Linked DNA regions of Gossypium hirsutum: regions 2 and 3 are each linked to region 1. A link is a contact called in public Hi-C data. All regions are on one chromosome and are shown on one strand. The core of a region is the stretch at or near the end of the contact, and the rest is flanking DNA. Distances in the headings are between cores, read along the strand shown. Region 1 holds the start of LOC107893669. Region 2 holds the start of LOC107920449 (clp protease adapter protein ClpF, chloroplastic). Region 3 holds the start of LOC107893926 (probable inactive purple acid phosphatase 2).

Region 1 (4,966 bases), core at 624-3,123:
CCAATGTTGTCTCCTCTGAACCCCCAGCAAAATGGGACCTTTTGTGACCTCCTAAAGCTTGGCCTGACTTGAAAACCCTGAAGCAGAAAGGGCATACATGCCCTTTGTTTTTCTTTGACCCCAATCTTTTCTCAGCATTGCCATTTGACAACTTGGTAGCAGCCATTGGAGCATGAAAAGAACCATTTGCTAAGCTGTCTTCACCTCTATCATGTATTGACTCAAGTTTGGTTCCCTTTGGAGAACTGGAATAATCTTTCTTCCCACTTCTTAAACCATACTTAGTCAAAGCTCTATCATCTTGATTATCCCCTACTTCACTAACCAAATCCTTTGGGAATTCAGTTTTCACGTACTTGAATTTACTCCTATTTTTACCAAGTGTTGCATCAAAGTCTTCAAATCCAGATCTAGACTTTACCTTGAGTTTCTTACATTCAACATTGTTGGTAACCCCATTGCTTGAAACATCTGGTTCCACCTTCTTGGGCCCATTCCTAAAATACCCAGAATCAGAATTTTCAGAACAAGGACCAGACCCAGAAGATTTCAGCTTGATGACTCCTTGTTTTTTCATCTTCAAAAGCTCACCACCATTGTTAGCATTCTTAACAGTAATCCTCAAATCTATGGAGGATGACTTAGCCTCCAGAACGACAGAGTTGTTGTCTGAAGAATCAGCAACTGAATTCAGCCCTTTCTTACAACCAGAATCCCTTGACAGCATCATTAAACACATAGCAACCTCTTCCTGTTCTTGTTCTTCAATCTCTGATACAGATGACGAACCATTTGCCAAAGAGACTGAATTATTAGAGTAAACACCTCCTATTTTGCACCTTATCCTCTTGGATCTCCTCCTCCTACTTGGAGTTGATATTTCAGTATCTGATTGACTATCCACAACCAGCTTCTGTTTCTCAGTGTTACCCCAATGATCCTCAAGTTTCTGAAAGACCCTTTCTTTGTCTGAGTGACAAGCCATGTGACCACAAAGAGCTTTCAATGATTGGAAACCCTTACCACATTCTTTACAAATCATCTCTTTGAGTACAGAACCATTGCCTAAATCAGAAAATCTCTTGCTTTTCTTGGGGTTCTCCCTTAGATCATAAGTTGCAGATTGGCCACCACCAGCTTCAGCCTCAGCAGCTCTCTTTATGTTCCTAGAACAGAAAAGCTGCTGGTTGTTTATGGAGATTTCAGCCTTTTCCTCTGCTTCACCAAGATTCTCAGTATTCATGTGAGTCCTTATGTGACCTCCTAAGGACTTCCCACATGGATACCCTTTGTTGCAAAACTTGCAAACAAACTTCTTTCCTTGATTTTGCTCCATTAAAAAATATTTTGATCACTTAAAAACTGAAAATACCCAGTGAACCAAACCGGAACCGTGACTCATTTCTTGCATTTCCTTTCATCCATCTTTGTTGTGAGAAACCAAGAACACAGATCAAGGAACAGAGAGAGAAAAAAAACAGATCACAAAAAAGTTGCTTGCTTTAGTTTCAGTGAAGATGATAAAAAAACGAGAATCAGCAGCTGAGATGTGACAGGTTCTCTGTTTCAAGTACAACAAAGAGATCCGACCCACAACAAAAAGAGACCCTTTTTAAAAATCCCATTTCTTTTGCTCATCTCAAAATTGTTTAAACCCAGAAAAAAAAATCAAACATTTTATAAAGAAGGGTCGCTAATGATGGCGATGAAGAGGCTTACAAGAGGAACAAAAGAAATAAAATAAAATACCCCAAGACTGTTTCTGTTTCTCTCTCTCTAGATACCCTTTTGGTGTGTGTGTGTGTGTGTGTTGTAGTTGGAGGAGAATTCCATGCATGGTAGCAAAAGGATTTAAAAGGGAAGAAAAAGAGAGAGAGAGCACGTGTATTGAAGTGAGAAGCATCAGGTAAAAGGGAGGATTGAACGGTCAAGATTTTTTTAAGGATCCCAATGAGTGAGGAGTTTTTCTTATGGCTACAACATCCAAACGATGCCTTAACTTTGTCTTGCTTGTTGTAAAGCTCACTCACACAAAAGGGGCAGAATCTCCAACCATTGTTTGCTTTTCAGTTTCTTCCCTTACCCTCCACTATAACACATACATACATTTCATTGTACAATATGCCAACATGTTACATTGTGGTTGGGCCCCCTTTTCTTCTTCTTTTTCCTTTTTTTTTTAAGAAATTTCATCCCCTATTCATAATATGGTTCAAATTTATCCATTAGTTTAGGCATTAAGTCCTCCTCAATTTTCTCACTCCTCTTTTTTTAATTATTTGCACTTGAAGTCCTCAAACTATGACTCAAACTCTAAATTAATTTTCAAACATCAAAACGTTCTAATTGAGTTTTTAAAGTACTAGTATCATATCAATCAAGTTTTTCATTTGCCTAGCCATTAAGTGTCAACTCAAATCTGACTTAAATCATATTTAAAACACATGAATTTTATTCTAAACATATGTATACATATTGCATAAGCAACTTGGACCCAAGCTATATCATATGACTCTAAGTTTTCCATGAATCTTATTAACGCTATCTTTTTTTTAACACATTAGATTCAAACTGTTCATACAACAAGTCACAAATATTTATAACTTGATTCATATATTTTAAATATACTTTACATCATATTCAATGTGGCATGCAATGCTTAAATTGACAATTAGTCTAGCAGAATGATCTCATTAATATAATATTGGTTCTTGATTTGCCATAATACCATGTAGCAGATTAAACTAGTTTTCGTACTTAAAGAGCTTGAATACAAGCATTTTTATTATGTTTTAGTTAAGTTTTCCATATTTGGTTTGAATTTAATAAAACATGTATTTTGAGTTTTTTTATGACCTTAAGGGTCGAATGAGGCCTAAAGGTGAGCTAATGTATGTACTTAGTGAGTGTGCAGGACACCATTCAAAGGCATAGAAACTTAAGGCTGGTTGTTGTGTTGCAACACGAGAAGTTCAATGTCGCAACATAGGGATCAAAATACAAGAATTTCAAGTTTGCCTTTGATGTCGCAACATAGCCATAGGATGTCATGACATACCCTTGTAGCAAAACCTGAACCAGGCATACTGCCTTCAATATCACGACACGGCACTAGGGTGTCACGACACCGGCCCTGTATGGGAACAGTTACGAGTGAGGGGCGCTTTGGTCCACATAATGGAAATTAACACGAAAACATTAGCTAACCTAGGGTTGAAGACGATGGTCAACCCTAACTCTATAAATAGGCTCTTCAAACACTTGTTGAGGACATATTTTCATATTCTAAGTTTTTCTCTATAATTTTAGTTTCAGTTTTCCTTTCCTTTAGGTTTTAGGTTTATTTTTAATTTTTTTTTGTCGTGCTCTTCAAAAAACTTGCTTTGTAAACGCAATCAAACATTTTAGGATTATTGCATTTCATCAATCGAATACAAACAAGATTTTCTAAACTCTATTCTTGATTTACTCTTTATACATATCTTTATTATCAAGTTTATCATGTTTATGGATTCTATGAGAAACTAATCTTCTTATGGGGGATTAGTGAGTGGAGGTGTGGATTGACTGATTGCTATATAGGGTTTTCTTAGCAGATAAGCTATTTGGGAGAAAAAGAATTTAAACACTAGGTTTGACGAACCTAAAAAGTCATTTAGGTGAGAATTAACCCAAAATTAGTATAGCTTATTCGTAAACACCTTAACCCCGAACTGGTCTGGACTGTGAGGTCGAGAGATAAGTAGTTATTGTCGACTTATTAGTTTAATGGAAGATTGAGCGATCCTACTAAGGAAGCAACTAGTTGATTGAATAGAAACCCGAGATAGGAATTAGTTATGATCACCAAAGCGAGCTAATCACCCATTTTACATTTGATTAAGTTTATAATTTAGTTTTTTAAAATCTATTTTATTTATGCAATTTTCATTCTTACTTATAAAAACCAAAAAAATTCTTCTTTATGATTTGTCCTAATATAATTTATTTGTTTTACTAATTAATTTTATTTTTGTTTAGGTTAACTTTAATTTACTACTCGCCTCCCTTAGATACGATCCTTGGAGTACTCACATACTTCATTGTAAAACTATATTGCAACCTGACCCGTATACTTGCAAACACAGCCTCAATTCGACATCTATAATTGTAGTATTCACACTCTGGACATTAGTACGTCCGGAGGCGGCCAAGTTGTTGGCGTCATTGCCGGGGAGGCAACGCTACTGAGTTGATTTTAATCTTTGTGTTTAATAGAATAATTAGGAAATATTTAAATTATAAATATGATTTTTATTTTTATTTTTATTTTTTATTTTTTATTTTTACTAATTTTTTTTGGGTCATTGTATGACTCGTAGTAGGGGAACACCTATAGGGCCGACCACTGGTCCAAAAAGAATAATTCGCATAAATGTCGATAGTAACAACAGCAACAATAGATGCAAAATCAACCACTTATTGCAAGTAATCCATTGCGTGAGAACCCTCTATTCGACAAGGTTAACAATGCTAACATCCAAGATTTACCACCACCACCACCATAACTACTAGTAAATCCACCTATGACATAAGCAGAAAGAACCTTAAGGGATTATGCCCTACCTAATCTAGAGGTGGTTGAAAGAAGCATCACAAGGTCAACTATCACGGAAAATAACTTCGAAATCAAATTGACCATCATCCAGATGATCCAAAACAATTTGCAATTCAGAGACACAATGAAAGAGGACCCAAACCAGCATTTAAAATGATTCATTTAGCTTTTTGTTACATTTTTATACAACTGGGTTACCGACGACATTACACGTCTTCAACTATTCTCTTTCTCTTTGATCGATAACGCCTTTACTTGGTTAGACTCGCAGACATTGGGATCTATCATGATATGGAATGAACTTGCAGAGAAATTTCTACAAAAGTTCTTCCTATTAGCAAAATAGTTCAACTAAAAAGAGAAATTGCT
Region 2 (4,966 bases), core at 1,018-3,517, 440 kb before region 1:
TGTATAGAAATTATGTTTTATTGGTTTCTATGTCATAATAATATATCCATACCAAAAGAGAAAGTTCATTGACCATTGCAAAACTTAGGAGGCTTCAAGAAAAGAAGAGCAGATATAACAGGTCATACATGGGGTTCATTGCATTGAAAGCTAAATATTATCTCGATTATAAGAAAAGAATACTGCTCATTCCAGATGAATTTAAATATAAGTACTAATCAAACCTGATAAAATGGCTGATTAGAACCATGAGACAACTTTTCAACCTGTGCAGCTTCCATCCATGTACTTGATTCACAGCACACTGGATCCATCCCACAAATTACAGCTCGATAACCTGGATAATATAAACAAGTAGGGAATGACAAGACAAGAGGACAAGAACCTTGTATTAATGCTTGTCACAGTAAATCTCGATGGATGTAATACTTTACAGGGTTGTACTTCGCTCTCATCTTCTCTCTGTCCTATCTTTCTCTATCTTTAGAAAGAAGGGTGGGATTTTGGGGGAGGGAGAGGGAGGCTGAGCGAGTACAAAAGCTGTAGCACATCGACAAGCAATAGCATACTGAAATATAAAGGAATTATTAAATAGAAAAGGAAAAAGAAATCAATTCCCAATAGTGGAATTTAGGGTAAAGGGATGGAGGAGAAGAAACAAAGGGAGGAAATTAATAGCTGATATAATTTACTGGAAATCATGTTTGATGGTATACCAAAAAATTTATGCTGAACTTTCTGTCCCAAACGAAAAGCGTATTGTGCCTTTTCATATGCCAATGCTTTTGCAGATGCAGCCAAAGATTCAGCCTCGAGTATAGAAATGTCATCCCGTAATTGAGCTGCCAAAGCATAATTTTCATTCTCGATTGCATTGTGCAGTTCTCCACTGCAATGAAACAAAGAAAATGAATAGCCTGAAGCACTCAAGTGTATCTAAATAAAAAATAAAAAAGAAGATACTCCAAATCCTCAATCTCTCATAAAAATCAATACTCTGCACTATAAGAAGAGTGCATATAACATAAGCGAGGGACCTCACCGTAGACGCACAAGACTTAGTGCCTTATCTTGAGCTTCACTCTTTGAGGACAAACCTCTTTTTGCTTCTTGCTGCTTGAGGATTTCTGCTTCAACCTTCATAGCAGAACACTTGTTAATGAAAAGACACTTACGTACACATGTCTCAGCTCCATTTTTTATGAACAAACTTGGATACACATTGTACCAACCAAGCTTACATAAATTCATGATACTAAATAATGAAATAAAGAACTGATGCATGCAAAATGAGTACAAAGAAAACTAAAAATCTACCATAGTAATCATTTCATTAACAACTAATAGCCAGTGGAAAGCTTCCAAAAGAGTCCAACAATTAATATCAGGTCTTCTAAGTTCTAACCTCAGTAAGCTTGTTTCTAAGTTGCTGTGCAAATTCATATTCTTCCAAGTTCAAAGCACGCTGCAAATCCACAGAAAAACAACATAAAAAATGACCGAATCCTATAAACTGAGAGATAAACAGAAATAACTATTAATAAAAGATAAAATTCATATCATAGATGAAAAAAAAACACAAGCTCACATCACCAAACCTGAACTTGAGTAGCCAAGTCTAATTGGAAAAAGAAAATCAGTATATCTTCATTAGCAGTCTCACTACGCTCTGAGCTTGCACCCAATTCCCGGTCACCTCCTTTAAACGGCCAACCAACTTTAACCCCAAAGTTCCTTTTCTTCATCAAATTGGGATTGCCATTAAAGTAAAAACTTGGTACATACCCATGCCAGAAATATTGTCTACTAATCCCATATTTCATATGACCTTTTCCAATTATCTCAAATTGCCGCCTCCCGCCTACTTCTGTTCCATAAATAGCCGTGTTTCCAGAGGTTGTTAAAGTACTGCTTAATGAAAGGGTCTGCACCATTTTTCTTGGAAAACAAAATGATTTTTTTTCCTCTTTCTTGATTGAAACCAACTAAAATGAAATTCTGGGCATTTAATTTCGTCCTCACAAAATTAATTTCAGGCTTTTTATATCAAAAAGAAAAAGGAGAAACTTCATTAATTTCAGGCTTTCAGCGACTCAGATGAAGGGAAGGGGAGAATTAAAAATAAACAAAAATAAAAATAAAGATAAAAAAAATTATATGCAATCTGTGGATTACAGGATCGAGTGTGTTATTGAACAGAATCCTGACACGTAAGATTCCTTAGGCCCGATAGGCCAGCAACCAACTTGGATCATTTCTTGCCTCTGTTACTGGGCTGGAGCAAAGAAATATTGATTCTATTTTATTCAAAATAAATTATATTTTTTTGATTATTTTTAAATGTATTTGATTCAAATTGGATTTCTGTTTACAGGTTGAATTTTATTTTTACTTAATTTATAATTTCTTAGTTTTATAGTGCAAAAATAAATATTTATATTTTAAATGAGTGAAAATAACTTTAAAATGCTTTTTAAAAAAAATAAAAATAAAAAACGACAGATTTGAACGGTAATGATTCATTTAAAAAATGAAGTACAAATTAGAATTCAAAGCTCAACACTTACAATCTGATCTGTCTAAAGTCGACCATGTCCATAATCGACAGATTCAAAACCCCGACAATCCCTTCCCCTCTTTAAAACATGCCAAGAAAGAGTCCACTTTCTCAGGATGTAGTGCAACATGTTGAAATCAAATAGAAAAGCTCACATCACCATGAAATATATATTATTAACAAACATATCATTGCTCAAAAAATAAAACGAAAAAAAAAGAAACATATCTACATGAAAAACCAAACACAACCAACCCACTACCTGCCTACAAATACAAGGTGATGAGGAAATCAAACCAAGAATTACTGGCTTTCATCAACTCTGAAACTGTGTATTTAAATGTTCTATGGTCGATGATATATGTATTTCGTTCGAGGGTCTACAATAAGACCCTTTCCACCGTTCACTTCTATATCGTGCCTGCAATATCAGTGTTAACCAAATGCTTAGAATCATTTCTATCAACATACAATATAACTAAGCTGAATCATGAAAAAAAACTGTTGGATAACTTGATTGGATTGTAGGACTGCATAAGAACATCCATTGCCAAAAGACTATAAATGATGCTATGTTTCGTTTTATATGATAAAAGGATAAAACTAGAACACTCAACTGAAACACGAAATCAGGGATGGTCAACTGCTCGCGAGGAACATATTTGAATAGCTGCAGAAGCCTATCAACATATACCACTTTCTTCCACACCTGTATATCATTTCCAAGAACATCAAGTTACCAAGATTCCTCAGCAGTAACATCAGTCTTCAAATGAGAGAAATAGTTAAGACTTAAGACATACCACCTTATCCACGAACATTTGCAGAGCAAAAATTGCAGTCTTCAAGTGAAATGTAGGATGGAGAACATATATTGCCTTTGCAAAACATGTAAAATGATAAAATAACTATTGTTGTGTATGAATACTAAAAACATTAGGAATAGAAAGTGCCTACATACATGCAGGTTACGTTGGTGTTTCCGACCAAGTATTTGCTGTAATCTTCTCATCCATCCCAAGTCTGGTTGGCTGGTTATACCAGAACGCGAAAAAAAAAAAATGTCACATGAGCAGGGAATAAAAATTCACATCGAATTTAACCATAACCAAGAACGGTTTGTATTAATTAAATCAAAATTTCCTAACCAACATTTTATTTTCCCAAGACAAGGCACAACCTTCTTGTTTGTTTTCATTGCTTTGAGTTATGCAATTTTGCTTGTGATTTTGTCAATGTCTAGGAATTGTTCTAATATTAGAAAATATTACATGCAACATCAGTGAACAAGTTGTATGAGGAGCTCGAAGATTGACTAGCTATCATAAGTGTAAAGAAATTATTGATCACTCAGTAAATCACACACAGATTCTTACCCCATTATCGTTTGCTTCCTCTCTGTTTTAATATATGTTAACATTTGGTGATCAGATAAATCAACTTCACAACTAGGAAAAAACTGATAGACAGCAGCTAAGCTATGATACTGAGATAATAGCATTGTTTAACAACGAAAGGTCAAAAAGCCTTCACTCAGAGAACAAAAACATTTAACGAATCCCACCAAACATTAACCCCAGGTAGTTTCTTTAAAGTGCATCAAATAAGCCAAATTTCTCATAACCATACAATACTTACACTTGTAATGATGCTGCAGAGTGGAAGTATACAATAGTATAAGGCTTCTGTATCAAAGGTTCAAATTCCTGAAATTAATAATTAAAAAATTTTTTGCTCAAAAGCCAGTTATCAATAATAGTATACAATTGAGTGTCCATACTAAAATACTTTCCCAAAATCAAGCCATTTAAATTATGTGTATTCAATGAGACAGTATGAATTTCAAATATCCAACCAAAAGAACTGGGAAGCTAATACCTTTACAACATAGAGAATGAAACGCTCAAGCTCAAGACACCGCAGCAGAAAATGTGCTCCAACAACAACCATAACAGGGCGACCTTCACTGTCCACTCCCCCGCGATAACTGACATAAAACAAATAAACTAACATTGAATTCAAATCAGGACTAATCTGAACATTTATGAAATTAATGTGGTTCATACTAAATGAACCATGGTCTCACAAAGAGTAAAAGCCAACAAATAAAAATGAGACATTAAGAAAACGACAGGGAGAGTAAACTGTCTCAAAACTTCAGCAGCTTGTTTATTATCATAATGTGCTTCCAGTGACCAATAGTGAAGAAAACCAATTATCCAGTGAAAAATGAAGAGTTTAACCAATTCTAACAGATAATGAAATATAATAACAAGGAACGCTAATTCAATGGGAAAAATGGAAGGAGATCTGCATGATGAACTTACAGAATTTTCATCTCTGCAATTTCAGAAAGATTAAGAGAATTTGCCTTAGCAAGATATCTGGAGTGAAGTGAGTATTCTTCTG
Region 3 (4,966 bases), core at 1,780-4,279, 340 kb before region 1:
CACTGGCACACAAGAAATCTGAACGTTATGGCATAAATATCCGGTTTGTTTCCTAGGGTCTCAACTAGACCATTCCACTATCTCAATCATTAATATACAATCTCAGTTCACAATCTAGCAATTCATACTATATCAATTCAATGACAATTCGATTACATACATTAACAATGTAGTCGTATTATTTACATACAACTTACCTCAATCTACAAAATATACTTGACTAGTCTGTTTTCTTGGATTGCTTGGCTTTGCCCTGGTCTAGGTTCGGTTTTGACAAGTCTTGATCTATAATAACAAAATGCACTCATTTAACCACTAATTATAATTAGGCAATCATAAATTCACATATTTGGAAAAATGACCATTTTGCCCCTAAACTTTGGCAAAATGACCATTTTACCCCTATGCTGGAAAATCAATTTTTATATAAATTAATTTGTATTTCAAGCCTATTTAAACTCTTTTTACTGCTGTAGCAATCCCAAAATCTCACTATTTCACACTCATATCACCTATTTTGCAACTTACACAAAATAGTCCCTTTAGGTGTTTTCATGCTAATACCTTTCACAAAAGTTGTTTATGTCACAACTAGGACTCATATTCTTCCATAAAAACTTAGCAAAGATCACAAATCCTTTCATGGAAAAACCCCTAAACTCTCAATCATTTTGTAAAATAGACCCCTCATTTGAAAGCTTATGCTTCAAGGGTCTCAAAAGTGCAAAAATTATTAACTAAGGACATGGGAATCACTTACTTGTTGAGGTAATAAGTTGCTGAAATTTCAAAGCTTCAAAAACCCCTCTTTTGCTGATATTTTGGGTAGGGAGAAGACATGGAGAAGAAGAAAATAATAGCTAGGCTTTTTAGGCATTATTTTATCACCAACTCATGACATCATTCACCTAAACTTTGACTATTTGACCAATTTTGCTTCCTATGGCCGGCCACCTTGCTTCTAGGGGTCAAATTACTCTTTGAAATCCTCTAATTTTAGTTCTCTAGCTATTTAACACATTTGAGGTACTAAAAAGCAACTTTTACCTTTTATGCAATTTAGTCTTTTTTCGCAATCGGGGTCACAAACGTTAAAATTGACTCACCAAATTTTTCATGCACTGTTATAATCATGTTACAACCTCATAATTGTAATAGAATAAATTTTCTAATTTCGGATTTATGGTCCCGAGACCACTGTTCCGACTAGACCCTAAATCGAGTTGTTACATATTCAACACTTAACTATTCAATCCTAATTTTTAGCCAACTCGAATTAAGAAAATTTGACCCCAAAATTGAATTTTTCAATACCATTGAAATTTGTTTTGTTAAATAACCAAAGTCAATTCATTAAAAGTTGTAAACTCTTATTTTCATCATTCACTTTTACAAACGCATTTTTAGTGAAAATAACTTTTTATTGTTTTTTATTTTTCATTTTCTAAGAATCATTTTTAAAATTTTTAACCAAACATGTTTCTTCAATGTTTTCCATTTTCAAGAAAACTAAAATGGCATCTGTTTCCATAACTAACCAATTTTTTTAACACTTTTTCAAACAAGCCCTACTTAAAAAATTATAATTAATCTTAAGTTTCATTGTGTAAATTTTAATTATTATTATTTAAATATATTATAATTACTAAGTATTTATATTTATATCATTATTTAAGCTTTTGATCGAGTTGTTGTCATTCGTCAATAGAACATTAATTTAGTTGAAACATGACTAAAAGTCTATTGTTTTTATAAAATAACAAATATTGATATAATAGTGTTTTTTACTTTTATATATATTTTTATAAAATATTACTATGGTAAGATTTAAACTTAAAATACCATAATATTTAATGTTTTAATTTCACTATTTTAACTAAAGACTTATCTACAAATATATTTCTTACAGAATTTTTCATTTAATTCGTGAGGATTTCATAATTTAATGTTGTATTGTCAATTAATTCATAACTTGATTGACATTGATATTGATATTAATGCTAAGTTTAAGTGTGCTGATTAATAATGATTTTTGAATCAAACGGTTCAAAGACCATCTTCTAATTGGTAACCCCAATTAATTCTTGATTCAACAGATCTGATTTGGTTCAAATAACATTAAACTAATGTCATCGTATAACAGGAAGAAAAAAAATCACCCTGCCACTTTAACAATAACAACAACTAAACAGTGTCATAAATTGTACATACTAATAACAAAATTAAATAGATGTAGCATTAATACATGTAAGATTGAAAGAACATAATTGATCTATTAAAACGGACTTTTTGTTATATTATATACCTGCTTCAAAGTTGACACCTTCATATCTCGACTTTCACTTCTACTCTCATATTCTACAGGTTCCTTCCTTCTCTCAATCCTCATTTATCAAAATTTCAAAATTTTATATATCTTGCTTTCACTTTAAAATTATATTTAAAAATAGTATGTTATTTTTAAATTAAAAAAATTTAAGTACCATTATTTTAATATATGAAAATTTAAAATTATAAAAAAATTGAAATAAACTTATTTCTTAGGAATTTTGATTGAGTTTAAATCCTGAAATCATTATTGCTGAATAGGCTTCATCTAAATATCACTCTCGACTTGAATAGGACTAGACTCAATCAAATTATAAAATGAACAAAAAGTTTTAAAATTCCTTTTAAACCTACAAACTAGTTTTAATATTGATACTCTCTTTTCAATAATACAGAATTATAGATTTATAATTCTAATTCTCAAGTTTTTAATATTTAAAAAGATAATATATTATGTCTTAAAAAATATTCAACACTCACTTTCTAAATTTTTAAAAGATAATTAGCATACTAAAATAATAAATTTAAATATTTTAAACAATACAATTTTAAATTTTAAAAATAACATAATATTTTTAAATATAAATGGACTAAATTGAAAATTTGATAAACTTTTAGAGACCAATTATGATATTATTACATGTTTTTTATTTTTTATATGAGTATATGGACAAATGTTTATTTTGCTAAATAATTGAAAAGTCATCCACTTTTGCTAAATATATAAAAATGGCACTCAATTATAATCTTCCTCAAAAAGAAATATGCCTAATCCTTTATTCAAAGCCCATACATTTCTCTATTTCCCAAAAAAAAAAGGCCCATACTTGTTTCTTTCGCTTTTATTGCAATCCTCAACTTGATTAACTTCCGTTATCCGCCATGAATATGATCTTGCTTTTCTTCTTCCTTCCTTTAATCTCTCAAGTCCGACCCGAACCCATCCTCACCGTCAACCCCAAAACTCTTTCTAAATCGGGTAATTCGGTTCACATCCAATGGTCCGGCATCGAGTCACCGTCCAAGCTCGACTGGCTCGGTCTCTACTCGCCCCCCGACTCACCCCACGACAACTTCATCGGTTACAAGTTCCTTTCATCTTCTTCCTCAACTTGGGAATCTGGAGCGGGCTCCATTTCTCTCCCCCTCACCTCCCTCCGCTCTAACTACTCCTTCCGGATCTTCCGCTGGACCGAATCCGAGGTCAACCCGGAAATCCACGACCAGGATCATAATCCCCTCCCGGGCACGAAGCACTTGTTGGCGGAATCCGAGACGGTGGGTTTCGAATTGGGTCGTGGGCCGGGGCAGATCCACTTGTCGTTGACCGGTCGGGAAAGGGAGATGCGGGTGATGTTCGTTGCGGAGGACCCGGAGGAGAGGCAGGTGAGGTACGGAGAGAAGGAAGGAGAGTGGGAAGGTGACGTAGCGGTGGCACGTGTGGGGAGGTACGAGAGGGAAGACATGTGTCACGCGCCGGCCAATGAGAGCGTTGGTTGGAGAGATCCTGGTTGGATATTTGACGCTGTCATGTCGGGTTTAAAGGGTGGGGTGAAATACTATTATCAGGTAATTAAATGCTAAATTTGGAGATGTTTTGAACTACATTTTGTTCCAACTAAAAAACGCCTTCTTCATTCAAATGGTTGTGCTACAATGCTGAGCTCCTTGTCTTGAATTACAATTTCCTTTTTATCATGTTACATCTATAACCATAATAATATTTGAAGTAGATATGCTTTATGCTTATTGTTGTTATAGATGAAGGATAAAATAAAACATAAGAATTTAGTTTTCTGACAAGCATGACATTTATAATAAATGTTGTTATAGAAAGAGCTTAGTCCTGATGAAGGAGAGGGTGGGCCTAGGTTCGAAGTTTGAATCTTTGATCTAGTGCTATGGTCATGGGACCATTGGCCTGCAGCATATTGTGTATCTGCTCAAAGTGTTTTTTTTTTTTTTGATAAGCTGTGTAGTGCACACACTTATGTATTTAAAGATTCTCTTTTCCTTTTCAATGTGGACTCGGGTAGTTATTAGTGGCTCTAATACCACTTGTCACGGAGCTATTGCTTTCTTCCCAAACATGTTTGATAGGATTTGTAGCATATCTGCTTTTATATATATATATATATATCCAAAAAGACCTTTCCTTCCTTTCTGAGGTGGAATTAGTATCCTTTGCCTACTTAGTGACGCTATCAGTAGGTGGCTAGTTATCAATTCAAGTTAATTCATATGATATGTTGAGTGTGATTCTTCTATTTTTTATCATGTCAACTTCAATTACACGTTGTTTCCTTGTTACATGGCAGGACTAATGAAAAGTATTGAAGCATATTTTTCCCTCAAGACATTGTTGTACTTTCAATTAAACTTTCATGGTTAATTTAGCTCTGGTTTGCACATTCTAACAGGTTGGAAGCGAGTCTAAAGGTTGGAGCACGACACATAGCTTTGTGTCATGGGACAAAAGTTCAAATGAAACAATAGCCTTCCTATTTGGAGACATGGGGACTGCTACACCCTACTTAACCTTTAGTCGCACACAAGATGAAAGCATATCAACCATTAAGTGGATCCTGCGTGACCTTGAAGCTCTTGGAGATAAGCCTACTTTCATTTCCCATATCGG

Evidence for each region. A called contact is a pair of places that touch in the nucleus more often than the background predicts.
Region 2: a Hi-C map of leaf shows a contact between it and region 1, with 1.8 times the contacts expected there. The contact joins the promoter of LOC107920449 here to the promoter of LOC107893669 in region 1. A contact is called at or near these places in 2 of 34 Hi-C or Micro-C datasets (both in leaf).
Region 3: a Hi-C map of leaf shows a contact between it and region 1, with 2.1 times the contacts expected there. The contact joins the promoter of LOC107893926 here to the promoter of LOC107893669 in region 1. A contact is called at or near these places in 3 of 34 Hi-C or Micro-C datasets (callus and leaf).

What each region holds. Positions count from the first base shown.
Region 1 is chrA13:32,207,421-32,212,386 of Gossypium_hirsutum_v2.1, reverse strand. LOC107893669 reads right to left here and starts at 1,873. Exons shown (of 1, transcript XM_016818726.2): 1 at 1-1,873. The coding sequence starts at 1,336. LOC121213323 (small nucleolar RNA R71) reads right to left here; the gene lies at 4,946-4,966.
Region 2 is chrA13:32,650,110-32,655,075 of Gossypium_hirsutum_v2.1, reverse strand. It overlaps LOC107920449 (clp protease adapter protein ClpF, chloroplastic), which reads right to left and starts at 2,267. Exons shown (of 8, transcript XM_016850179.2): 1 at 1,599-2,267; 2 at 1,406-1,465; 3 at 1,043-1,137; 4 at 717-889; 5 at 225-337. The coding sequence starts at 1,934. It overlaps LOC121212699 (protein GDAP2 homolog), which reads right to left. Exons shown (of 15, transcript XM_041086008.1): 9 at 4,885-4,966; 10 at 4,436-4,544; 11 at 4,196-4,263; 12 at 3,519-3,588; 13 at 3,364-3,435; 14 at 3,175-3,266; 15 at 2,519-2,978. The coding sequence ends at 2,903.
Region 3 is chrA13:32,547,826-32,552,791 of Gossypium_hirsutum_v2.1, reverse strand. It overlaps LOC107893926 (probable inactive purple acid phosphatase 2), which reads left to right and starts at 3,029. Exons shown (of 2, transcript XM_016819072.2): 1 at 3,029-3,897; 2 at 4,749-4,966. The coding sequence starts at 3,211. LOC121212430 (a long non-coding RNA gene) reads right to left here and starts at 847. Exons shown (of 3, transcript XR_005907568.1): 1 at 761-847; 2 at 198-285.